Regions from separate parts of the Zea mays genome. Here regions 1 and 3 are each linked to region 2. The links are chromatin contacts, called in public Hi-C maps. All regions are on one chromosome and are shown on one strand. The core of a region is the stretch at or near the end of the contact, and the rest is flanking DNA. Distances in the headings are between cores, read along the strand shown.

Region 1 (3,856 bases), core at 4-2,503, 240 kb before region 2:
CTGGCGGGCCTTTTTGCGATTTCAAGGAGCTGCCGCCGCGTGCATTGCCTGTAGTCACATTCTCCGTACCAGAAAGAATCTGTCACAACAGCAACATATTCATGACAACATATTCATGAGCAACATTTCAAAGCATAGATGAGAAGGAGATAAACTCTAGATGGAAGCTAAATTACCTGGTCCCTAGCGTTTGCACTCTTGGAGGGATTATTATCAAGTGCAGGTTCAGACTGCAGCGGAATCACACTATCTACAAAACATAAATATAGAAAGATAAGCTGGCAGCAGGAATCGTGGGAAGTTACCTTGTTATTGTGCAAAATAGCCAAAACTCAAAGAGAAGGATGGCAAGCTGTACAACTCCTCAATCCTAAGCATTCCGAAGCTACTACACGCATATGCACAGGACAAACTCACGCGTTGCCATGACCAGGCCATCAGAAGCAGCTAGCTGTGTCCTGCTGTACAGCAGATTACTCGAATACCTAATATGTACTGAAGCTAGAGCTTCCCATTGTACACCGACGATCGTATCCTGCTCGTACTGGCAGCAACATTGCCGTGCTACCTCGTGTAGAACGGCTAGTCGCTACGGCTAGCAATCCCCTGAACGCCTGAACCGTCCACCTGTAGGCGGACGTGCCCCAGCAGAAGGGGTGGGAAAAAAAGGAAGAAAAGACGCTATTGCCCTCGCGAAGACGTGGGGCAACGTAATCAGCACAAATCCCAGCCGCCCCGTGCTCCGCGCATCTTCTTCCACGGCTAGGTGCGAGCACGCAACCCCGACGGAACATTCGCAGCTACGAGGCTTCCGCTGAGCAAAGGAATCGCAGCTCCGGAACCAATCTTGACCTAGGGAGCCCCAACAGAGCCCCCCACCGCGACGTCGGCAGCAGGGCCCGCCCCGAGATCACAGCCCCGGCGGGAATTCCGACCGAAACAGCGCGCAGGACCCTTCGAGCAAGAGAATTCGAGCAGCGACAAGGCAAAATCACGACCCAGCGGCGAGGGGGAATCAGAAAGTCAAACCCCCCAATCCAGCAACAGGGGGCGCAAGGTCGTCGCACCTGCGGGGCCCTGGGCCTGGTGCGGCGCGGCGGCCATGGCGGAGATCCGGGCGCGGCTGTAGGTGGCGGGCGCGGGCTGGTGCGTCGGGATTGGAATCCTCCTCCCGGCGAGGGTTTAAGCATCAGATTCGGGCGGGGGAGGGAAAAAAAAGAGAGAGAAAGAAGTTTTCCCCCCTTTGCACGTGACGAGAAGGGGGGAAGAAATGAAACCACGAGCGTCTCTGCCCACCAGTGATATTATACAGCCGCGGCTGCAGGCGACGTGCCCCTCGCGTCGCGCTGGCTGATCCCGGCCAGGCGGCCAGCCCACCAGGTTCGTCCTTAACGGGTCTGATCGATCGGGCGGCTTGCCGGCTTGGGACCCGGTTGTGTTAGTGGGACAGTACTCAAATAGTCAGATCTGATCCGGACTCAGGGATAGACAGATCCGGCTTCTTACGGCCATTTTTAACCAGCCCGGTCAGGATCAGCACGTGCCGTTTTAGGATGAGGTGCACGCACGCCACGGCGCTTTGCTTGTACGTAGCTGCACTCTGTTTTTTTAGCTTGGCAATCACATTAGTAGTACAGCAATTATTAAGTATAATAACAGAACACAGGACGAATAAGGTGCCAAAAAAAGAGAGAACAGCTAGCTTACGAGAAAATTGGACCATATATTAATAGTAGGAATAAAAAAATTAATCACTATATGAATATGTTAAAAATGGCGGTAAGAATTTGTAGAGCCAGCGACGGCCTATACTATTACTTTATTAGTATTGCTTTTAGCCAGACAAGATCACGAGAGACTAGTTCATTTACATGAATCGAGACCCATTGGAGCCTCTTGGGCAATATATCGGTATCAGACTATCTGTAGTGGTTCTCGTGAGTTGTCCCCTTCGCCCTTTTAGCGGATACAGTTACCCTTCTTCCGTCGTAGTGGTTTTCCCTACGCCGCACCGATACTTCGTAGTGACCTTCTCTCTCCCTTCAAATGAAGGGGACCGCTACTGAGCTTTTGTATTCCTCTTCACCCGCTCGCTCCGTCTTCCGCATTCCTGGAAACGACGGGACCCGGAGGTCCCTGCCCAAGTTCGCGGCGACATCACTCCCTCCAAACGCTCTGACCCTCCATGGAGGCATTTTTCAGAGCGTCGAGTCTTCGTCTCGCGTCATTGGCCTTATCCTGAAGCTACGCTAGAGCGACTCCTTGCTCGGTGGGAATCTCCGGGTGGATTTAAAGACTATTAGAAACTCCCACCTCCTTTTACAGTGCATCCTAAGACGTCGGAGTGGCCAGTCCAATAGTCATCCTAATCCTAGCCATTTGCAAGTTCACTATAACACCCCGTCCACTCCTGGACTAGCGGTACTTGCTCCTGGTATCCCTTTAAGAGCATAGACCATCCACACAAACCAAAAAGAGTCTTTTGTGTGCACTTTGTCCTCGTGCGCACCTAGGAAAACTTTTCGGTCGGTCATCCATCCCAAGATTTCTCTAGGTCAAGCACGCTTAACCTGGAGGTTCTTTCAAGACAGGCTTCCGAAAAAGAAGATGCACATTACTGATATGAGTACTATATTACTTCTATTAAGCCTTAGGTCAGGATATCACCATCCACTGGGGCCAGGATATCACAATCTACCCCCCTTAGAAGACAGACATCCTCGTCAGTCAACCCAAGCCAGGAAACTCTCCTCTTGGCCACATCTATGTGTCTAGTGTCGTCATATGACCATGTGACCACTCTGGGCCCATATGCTCCATGTGCCATATGCCCGAACCCCTAGCCCACACACGCCCGTGAAACCACGCGGGTCGGCTCTGGTACCATTGGTAACACCCCGTCCACTCCTGGGCTGACGATACTTACTTCTGGCAGCCCTTTAAGACCACAGACCATCCTCACATACCAACACGAGTCTTTCGTGTGCACTTTGTCCTCACTTGTGTGCACCCAGGAAAACTTCTCGAAGGGTCACCCATCCTAATATTTCTCTAGGCCAAGCATGCTTAACTTGGAGGTTCTTTCAAGACAGGCTTCCAAAAAAGAAGATGCACCTTGTTGATATGAGAACTCTATTAATTCTATTAAGCCTTAGGCTAGGATATCACCACCCACTGGAGCCAGGATATCACATTCATAAAGGTCGAAATTCCAAAGCTCACAGAAAACAACAGAGCAGATGAGCCTCGAAGGTAGAGAAATTGGTGATAGCAGGTTGTCAACGACATTAGATGCCATGCCTGGTTAGTGTGGGACCGATCCCATTATATAGGTAAAAAAGTGCAGGAATCGAGGAGTCAAACTATGTACAATTGCTAGCCTATGGACCACGATCACCGATTTCTGTCACTCGCCCACTAAAACATATTTGAGCATTTCTGTTTTCAATAACACGCTCAAAGAAGGTGTTTTTGAACCTTCGTTGCAAGGCCCCTTTGTCTTTTTCGCGGTTTTAGTCCATTATAGAAAATGAACTAATACTGCTAGGGGCTACTGTTGGGGTGTGCCTTTTACCGAAGGTCCTCAACTGATGAATTTCATTTATCTATGAACTTGTTTCAGGAATATCTAAGTAATCTTCACCAGGGAATAAGTAGCATCTTCGGCAGCAAGGCTTAAATGAAGCACTATGGAGTAGCCGAAGCAAGCAACTAGGAGAGAAAGGAAGACTTAAGTGATGTCCCCAACATGTCTCAAGGAGAAAAACATGACAATGCCCTCGGTAGGCTCTGTAGATTGTGTGAATAGGATCTAGGACACAAGTGTAATTTCATATGAAGTTGTACGTCGTGGTGC
Region 2 (3,771 bases), core at 1,127-3,626:
CTTTATGCTTCAACATGTGTGTTTGACTTAGAGATAGAGATTTGAGCTTGATTTGCAAAAACAAACCAAGTGGTGGCAAAGGATGATCCATATATGCCAAAAATGAATTTGAGTTTTATTCGAAGTGATTTTGCACTTGTTCTAGTTGCTTTATGTTGTGTTGGCATAAATCACCAAAAAGGGGGAGATTGAAAGGGAAATGTGCCCTTGGGCCATTTCTAAGTATTTTGGTGATTGAGTGCCAACACAAGTGTTTAAATGTGAATTCATGCTTATGGATGGACAAAGTGCAAAACAAGAGCAAAGGTATGTTTCTAAGTCTTAGTACATTAGTTTTGTGTACTAATATACTTGTCTAAGTATTAGAAACAGAAAGAAGAAGAAAAGAGAAGAAAAGAGAAGAGTTGGCTGTGTACAGCCAAAAGGCTGTTTCGGTCTGGGGCACCGGACTGTCCGGTGGTGCACCGGACAGTGTCCGGTGCGCCAGGCTGCCTCGAGCGAAGTGGCTGCTCTCGGGAATTCGCCGACAGCGTACGACTATAATTCACCGGACTGTCCGGTGTGCACCGGACTGTCCGGTGAGCCAACGGTCGGCAAGGCCAACGGTCGACCGCGCGATCTGCGCGAGACACGTGGCCGAACCAACGGCTAGAAGGGTGCACCAGACTGTCCGGTGTGCACCGGACATGTCCGGTGCGCCAACGGCTCCAAGTCTGCCAACGGTCGGCTTCGCTATTTAAGGAAGGAAATCGGGCACCGGACAGTGTCCGGTGTGCACCGGACTGTCCGGTGCACCCGACGACAGAAGGCAAGAAAGGCCTTCCAGATCTGCTCTCAACGGCTCCTAGCTGCCTTGGGGCTATAAAAGGGACCCCTAGGCGCATGGAGGAGAACACCAAGCAACCTTAGAGCATTCTTGATCATCCACACTCAGTCTTTGCGCATTCGTTTGTCATTCGCAGTGATTCGAGCTCCGTTCTAGTGAGAACTTTGAGATAGTTTTGTGAGCTCGATTCTTGGCCGTGTGTGTGCGCATTTTGCTGTGGATTTGTGTGTGTTGCTTCCCTCCCTTACTCCGTACTTCTTTGTGAAATTCAATTGTAAGGGCGAGAGACTCCAAGCTGTGGAGATTCCTCGCAAACGGGAAAAGATCAAAGTAAAGAAGAACACCGTGGTATTCAAGTTGATCATTGGATCACTTGAGAGGAGTTGAGTGCAACTCTCGTCCGTTGGGACGCCACAACGTGGAGTAGGCAAGTTTTGTACTTGGCCGAACCACGGGATAAACACCGTGCCATCTCTGTGTTTGATTTCTTGTGGTTATTGTGTTTGGACTCATCTCTAGCCACTTGGCAACTATTGTGCTAACACTTAACAAGTTTTTGTGGCTATAAGTTTAAGTTTTTCACAGGATCACCTATTCACCCCCCCCCTCTAGGTGCTCTCAGCTGCATGGCACGGGCGCACTGTTTGACGATAGACTAGACAGGTGCGCCGTCTGCAGGATGACCCTGACGCCGTCTGCCAGCGGAGAGGACTGGACGCATTAAATGCCGAGAGGGCACATCGTCTGTCAGTATGGTGGCAGGCGGCGCGTCTTCTCCGCAATAAATGCAGAGACCTCTTGGCTTTAGAGGCCTTACGTCAGGCTCTGACCGTTGTCTTATGTCACAGACCAAAAGCCACGCGGCAGCAGCGGGCCTCCACCTTCGCGGGTAGCGCGAGCACGCAGGGTAAGACCTGGACACGTGCCAGCACCGGACCCTTACTTATTCCAGGGTTCCCCTGTCCCGGGTCCTTGCTGTGGTTCGGACCTCACTTGGAGGGACCTAGGGCCCATCCGAGGGACCCGGCATGCCTCCTTGGGAGTCCCGGATCGTAATAGAGGATCCAGATTGTGTGTAGAGGGGTCCGGTATTCCTCCGTAGAGGTCCGGACCCAACGATGCATCCTGGGGTGCATCATCTTCCCTTGCCGCACGGTGCTCCTAGACCTGCCCATGTGGTGGGTCAGGTGCCGTTCTTCGTGCGGCCAGGAGACGTCGTATGTGTACAACGTCTTTATACTATAGTAGAGGGTACCCCTGATCCAGAGTACCGACAATATTTTTATTTTTAGTAAGTAATTTGTAATTCCTAAAATTTTAGAAAATTATGGTGAATATAATATATAATATAAATGTTTTATAAATTTATATAAAGTTTGTACACCAGTAAAAATAGAATGAAAAAGATAAATTTAATATTATTTAAATCAATGTCACGTCAACTACTAATAACTAAAACTAAGGGTTGTCTCATATTCGAATTGCCTCCTCCAAGCCTTGTATTTACGCCCCAGTCCCCAGTCTCTCCACCTAGAATCGAATCCGCGATCTTCTTCTGCTCCAAGCAAAGCCGCACCCAGACCTCGACGGACGGCGAGCAGCAAGAGGGCAAGCCCGTACCCTATCGACTCGAACCTCGGAGCGGCGGATCGGTACTCGTAGGCAGTGGTGGACATGGCTTCGGCGGCGGTGATGGTGAGCTCGGCGGGCTCCCTGCTGGCGATGCTGCAAGAGCCGGCGCCGGAGCTCAAGCTCCACGCGCTCGCCAGCCTCAATTCTCTCGTCCACGCCTTCTGGCACGAGATCTCCACCAGCGTCTCCTCCATGTAAGTCCCCTCCTCCTCGCGCCCTTCCCCGCTCCTCCAGCGGCCCCCTCCACTCCCGCCCGGCCGACCCCTCAATTTGCCCGCTCTACCGCCGCCACAGCCGACGGCAGGTGCTGCATCGCCCCATCGCCGCGCGTTTCCATTAGTTTCGGTGAATTTCTGTTAGCCTAGGTTCGATTCGGGCTCGCCTGCAGAGGTCCGGCTAGATGGCGGCGGCGCCGCCGCGTCGAGTTCCATTCAGAGGGAACCCTGTGTCCGATCTGTTGGGATGGAGGTTTTGGGAGGGTTAATGTGCTACCGTTGGTAACTGGAAACCTAGAATTTTTAGAATTTAGAGCTTGTCATGACATGTCCTCCAATTTATGGACACTGTTTGCTGAAAAATTTGAACTTTGTTGCTAAGTTTCTAGATTGTTTAAGGCAACAAATCCCGAACTTCTATATTCGGGTTGTCATGATAGGGTATGAATCAAATGTGGTAACTTTGTTCTTTAAAATAAAAACTTGTAACCTGTGACAAAGTAATACTGATTATGTGTTTATACTGTTTAATGTCTCTCTTAATGTCGGAACTGCCCTTAGCTTATTGGTTGCTCCTCAGTTCAATAGAAGCTATCCAGTCATAGCGGAGAAATGAGTAAATGCTATATGAGAATTGGTGTTTATTTCCTGGGAGTTGCATTCATTTTAGAAGGATCCGTATGAATACCAAGATTCTTCATGACTGATGCAATTGATGTGCATGTGGCAATATATTTTGTCTCTTTATTATCCTGGTCACTGGTTGTAAAAAGTTTTGACAATCAGTTTGTGCTTAGGTGCTTTGCTTTGTCCTGTATTCCTATTTCCTCACAATTTGTTCCCTGCTGCTTGCAGTGAGAGTTTGTATGAAGACGAGGAGTTTGTCCAGAGGCAACTTGCAGCACTAGTTGCCTCTAAGGTATTTTTCTACTTGGGCGAGCTAAATGATGCTCTGTCATATGCACTTGGCGCTGGACCCTTGTTTGATGTTTCTGACGACTCTGATTATGCTCAAACACTGTTAGGTGAGGAACTGCCTGGTGCCTGCATCATGGCCAGTTAATTATTGCCAGCATTAAAAGTACTATGTTAACATTA
Region 3 (3,867 bases), core at 870-3,369, 140 kb before region 2:
TGGAACGGCGGAGTGACGGCGGTCACTTCGGCTCTGTCGGCTGGGGGGCACGCGTCAGGATAAAGGTGTCAGGCCACCTTTGCATTAAATGCTCCTGCAATTTGGTCGGTCGGTGCGGCGATTTGGTCAGGGTTGCTTCTTGGCGAAGACAGGGCCTTGGGCGAGCCGGAAATATGTTCGCCGCTGGAGGGGGGCCTCGGGCGAGATGGAGATCCTCCGAGGTCGGCTGCCCTTGTCCGAGGCTAGGCTCGGGCGAGGCGTGATCGAGTCCCTCGAATGGACTGATCCCTGACTTAATCGCACCCATCAGGCCTTTGCAGCTTTATGCTGATGGGGGTTACCAGCTGAGAATTAGGAGTCTTGAGGGTACCCCTAATTATGGTCCCCGACACCCACCCTTAGCAGAGCAAGCACTATGCCCCAGCCCCCATTGATGGCACAACAACGAAGCAAACTACACCCCTAGATTCCTCCAATTAATCAGCTAAGGGTGTCCCATACCATCCTCATGGCTGCATTGTTTTCCCGGGTGGTCTCTCAACTTACAGGTCCTTACGGAGAGGTACTCAGGAAACAGCCCGAGCCCCCTAAAGTGTCACAAGTTCATAATCATAACTAGACTAAAATCAATGTATCATATTAGTATCTCATCATGTTCATTGATTAAAGTAGCGCACTGGCATGAAGCTAACCATAATAACCCAAAAGGTAATCAAGGACAAGGTGAATAGAGAGCTAGTCAATCCTTAGGTTTCAATTATGTAATACAGGAAAATGAATTATCATGTGAATAGGACATAAGTAGGTCAGAGGACACTTGCCTTCACCAAACGAGTGCTCAGGGTATTCAATCTCATAGAACTCGAAGAGCTTGATCACTTGGTCGTTGGAGCTTGATCGTTGATTCCTCGAAGCTCGAGAACATATCGCATTCTATTCGCGACATGCGGCGAACACGAACAGGCACCATCAAACAATATATATATATATATATGCATAAGAACATTACACCATACAAGGGAAAACATTATAAAAATAAGCAAATACCAAATAGAGCTCGCTTCTATGGTCACGCGAAGAAAAGGAACGCAACAGTCGAAGCTACGGTCGAGAAGTTATCGTGTTTATGTTAAACAAGTATTAGTTAGACCATTTAATTCGACATAATTATATTAATTGACATTTATCAAAGTTGAATTAAAACTACTACTTAGTTTTGACTAACTTATTATTTTAATAGCGGACGATTAGACAAATAGCTAATTAACCGACATGAGTAATTATAAGCGAGTTTCCAGGTACTTCACCTAATTAGTTTTCGGGTTTCTCGTGACCTCACTACTACTTGTAGCAATACATATAGATAGACAAGGAGTACATAAACAAAACAGTACACTAAACATAAGAACAAACAACGTAAGAATATTCTATGCGTCGCTACGAGAGCGCATGCTCGATAACCCCTAGAATTGGAGTCATGGTTAGAAAGTTATGATTTTCAGAAGATTTATGTGATTACACAGGAAAACTATGTTCTATGTTGATTATTATAAATCATGTGAAAAAGGATATTCTAAAGAAATAACTAACTTAAGCTTAATCTAGGATATAACTTAATTAGAAATCATATGTTAGTCAACCTATAATTATAGACAAATTAACTTTGATTAGAAAGGTTAATCTATTAAACACAAGATAAATAAGTGTCTATTTATAAAAATAGGTGATCTGATAAAACAATATTGTAACTATGTGGACAATATTAAAATAAAGTTAATGCAACTTGAACGGATCCAATCGAAGTTAAAATAGATTAATTATAAATTTTACACTTGAAATTAATTTTCAAAGCCATTTCTGAATTTCCTCATTTATTTAATCTAGATAAGGATGGCGGGCACAATTTCTATAGAAGACAGGGGCTGACGTGTAAGTTTTAGGACCTATATACTCTGATGTAAGAGTGAACCACGGGTTCGGGTTGATTCTACTTATAATAAAGGGGCTCTTAAGAAAAGTGGTCGCGACTTAAAGGGTATTTTCTGATTGGAGTTGCTGGATCTAAAGCTTAAGGAGCATATTAGATTTCATATTAAACTGAACAGGTACGCAACGCTCCCCGCCGGATCACTGATCCACGCCTGAGAATGTGCCACGCCGCGAGATCGACCAAGGCCCAAGATCGTCGATGGACGGTCCAATTTCTATCAGCCGAATCGGTATTTAGGCTTCTAATCATAGCCATCACACTCGGATCCGACGACCGCGAACTTATCCTCTACCCCAGGTTGTCGACCATGGCGGTGCCCCTGCACCACGCTGGCGGCGCCCACCGGACCACACCACCCAAGTGTCTGATCGCTCGAACTCTGATTAGACGAATGCTACGCAAAGCGAGATGATGGCAAACTCGATCCTGGGCATCATACCAGTGATGATGTTGCAGCGAAGCCGAGCCACGGCGCGAGTAGGATCCAAGGCGGGGCAATGGCGTCGGCAAGAAATTATAGGCGCCTCGATCATCCCTAGGGCTCCGCAACTCCGCTTGCACACTCCACTGCGCTAGTGAAGTTCATCCACCACCTTCTGGTCCCCCCGGGGCGCCGGTGAAGGTGAGCAGCGACGACGGCGACACCAACTGCACCCGCACGGCTTGACGTTCCCCAACCACTCGGCGATGGCGTTCATAACCTGGGATAGATGATCATGGAAGGGGGCCTGGTTCCCGCTTATATACCCGATGGGAATTCGGTTGGGAGGGAGAGATTGTGGAGATCGCGGATCAAGCCCCCGTCGAACTCAGTCGAAGTTTGTTGTGATCATGCTGGGAGAAGAGGCATCTGACAAACCAGGCCCACGCGACAGCGGCTTGAGAGGGCATGCAGGACTGAGGAGTTGCCACGGCGGGACCCACCTGTAAGTGGTTGGTGCCATGCGTGAGCGTGTGTGAGCTGGTCGGCGCGGTGAAGTAATGGGCCGAGAAAAACGAAATTGGCCCATGTATGATTTTTTTCCTTTTTCCTTTTTATGTTTTCTATTCCCTTTTGAATTTCTATTCCAAATCCATAATTTAAATTTGCTTTAAACTTCACACTCAAACTCAAATGCTCAACCAAAGTGCCAGCATGAATGCATATTATATATATATATATATGCAAAATATTTTAATTATGTAGAAACCCATATTTTAGGGGAAAAAGGTTGCTTTTGAAAGTGTGGTCATTGCAACAATTTTATCCATAATTTTCAATGCTTAACACTTTATGTAGATTGGGAGAAGTTAATATATACTCCTCACCACAAATTATTTTGGTTCAAATATTTTTAAAGAGTGCTTTAATTACATAGTTATAAAGGGACCGATAAATAGTTTGAAAGCCTTTCTTTTAATTATTGTACCAACTTTTAGTTTCTTTATTTTTACCTAGGTTTTGGATATCAACCCTTAATATTAGTATTCATTTACTTTAGAGAGATATATTTTATAAAGAAAGGAACCTATTAAATAAATTTTTAACTCAAACTTTCAAAGAAAAAAAACTCCTATAAATCCTAAAACAGGATTTCGGGTGTTACAAAAGTGCATTCCTTAGATAAGTGAATAGTAGAGAAAGATTCTAGGGGGATAACTTTTAACTAAAGTTAAGCTCATTTGTTTATTTTAAATGTTCTTATGGACATCATTCCATAAGATCATTGCAGTCAAGCAAAAATCCATATCAAACATTATGCAAACATCAACATCACATGATTGTTATTATAATAATAGTGTCATAAAGAGTTTCATCGTCTAATGCAAAATCGAACTTATTACATCATGACTTATAAAACTTTAGAGTAGTCTAGTAATAGATCCTAGGGCTCCAT

Evidence for each region. A called contact is a pair of places that touch in the nucleus more often than the background predicts.
Region 1: a Hi-C map of leaf shows a contact between it and region 2, with 6 times the contacts expected there. The contact joins the promoter of LOC100192484 here to the promoter of LOC100382965 in region 2. A contact is called at or near these places in 13 of 25 Hi-C or Micro-C datasets (bundle sheath, ear, leaf and 4 more) and 1 of 3 datasets of contacts at active chromatin or transcription factors (leaf).
Region 3: a contact with region 2 is called in a Hi-C map of ear, with 1.8 times the contacts expected there. The contact joins the enhancer-like site here to the promoter of LOC100382965 in region 2. A contact is called at or near these places in 3 of 25 Hi-C or Micro-C datasets (ear, endosperm and tassel).

What each region holds. Positions count from the first base shown.
Region 1 is chr10:67,411,727-67,415,582 of Zm-B73-REFERENCE-NAM-5.0, forward strand. LOC100192484 (YTH superfamily protein) reads right to left here and starts at 1,254. Exons shown (of 9, transcript NM_001137704.1): 1 at 1,068-1,254; 2 at 177-250; 3 at 1-79. The coding sequence starts at 1,104.
Region 2 is chr10:67,654,844-67,658,614 of Zm-B73-REFERENCE-NAM-5.0, forward strand. It overlaps LOC100382965, which reads left to right and starts at 2,377. Exons shown (of 11, transcript NM_001353406.1): 1 at 2,377-2,652; 2 at 3,529-3,698. The coding sequence starts at 2,501.
Region 3 is chr10:67,510,437-67,514,303 of Zm-B73-REFERENCE-NAM-5.0, forward strand. No RefSeq gene overlaps it. Among protein-coding and RNA genes, the nearest start is that of LOC103641163, 24 kb to the right of the region's middle. Within about 2 kb of position 2,120, at least 17 of the 20 cell types and tissues checked have an H3K27ac peak or open chromatin away from gene starts, as enhancers often do. A contact at or near this core is called in ear, endosperm and tassel, where this site is marked.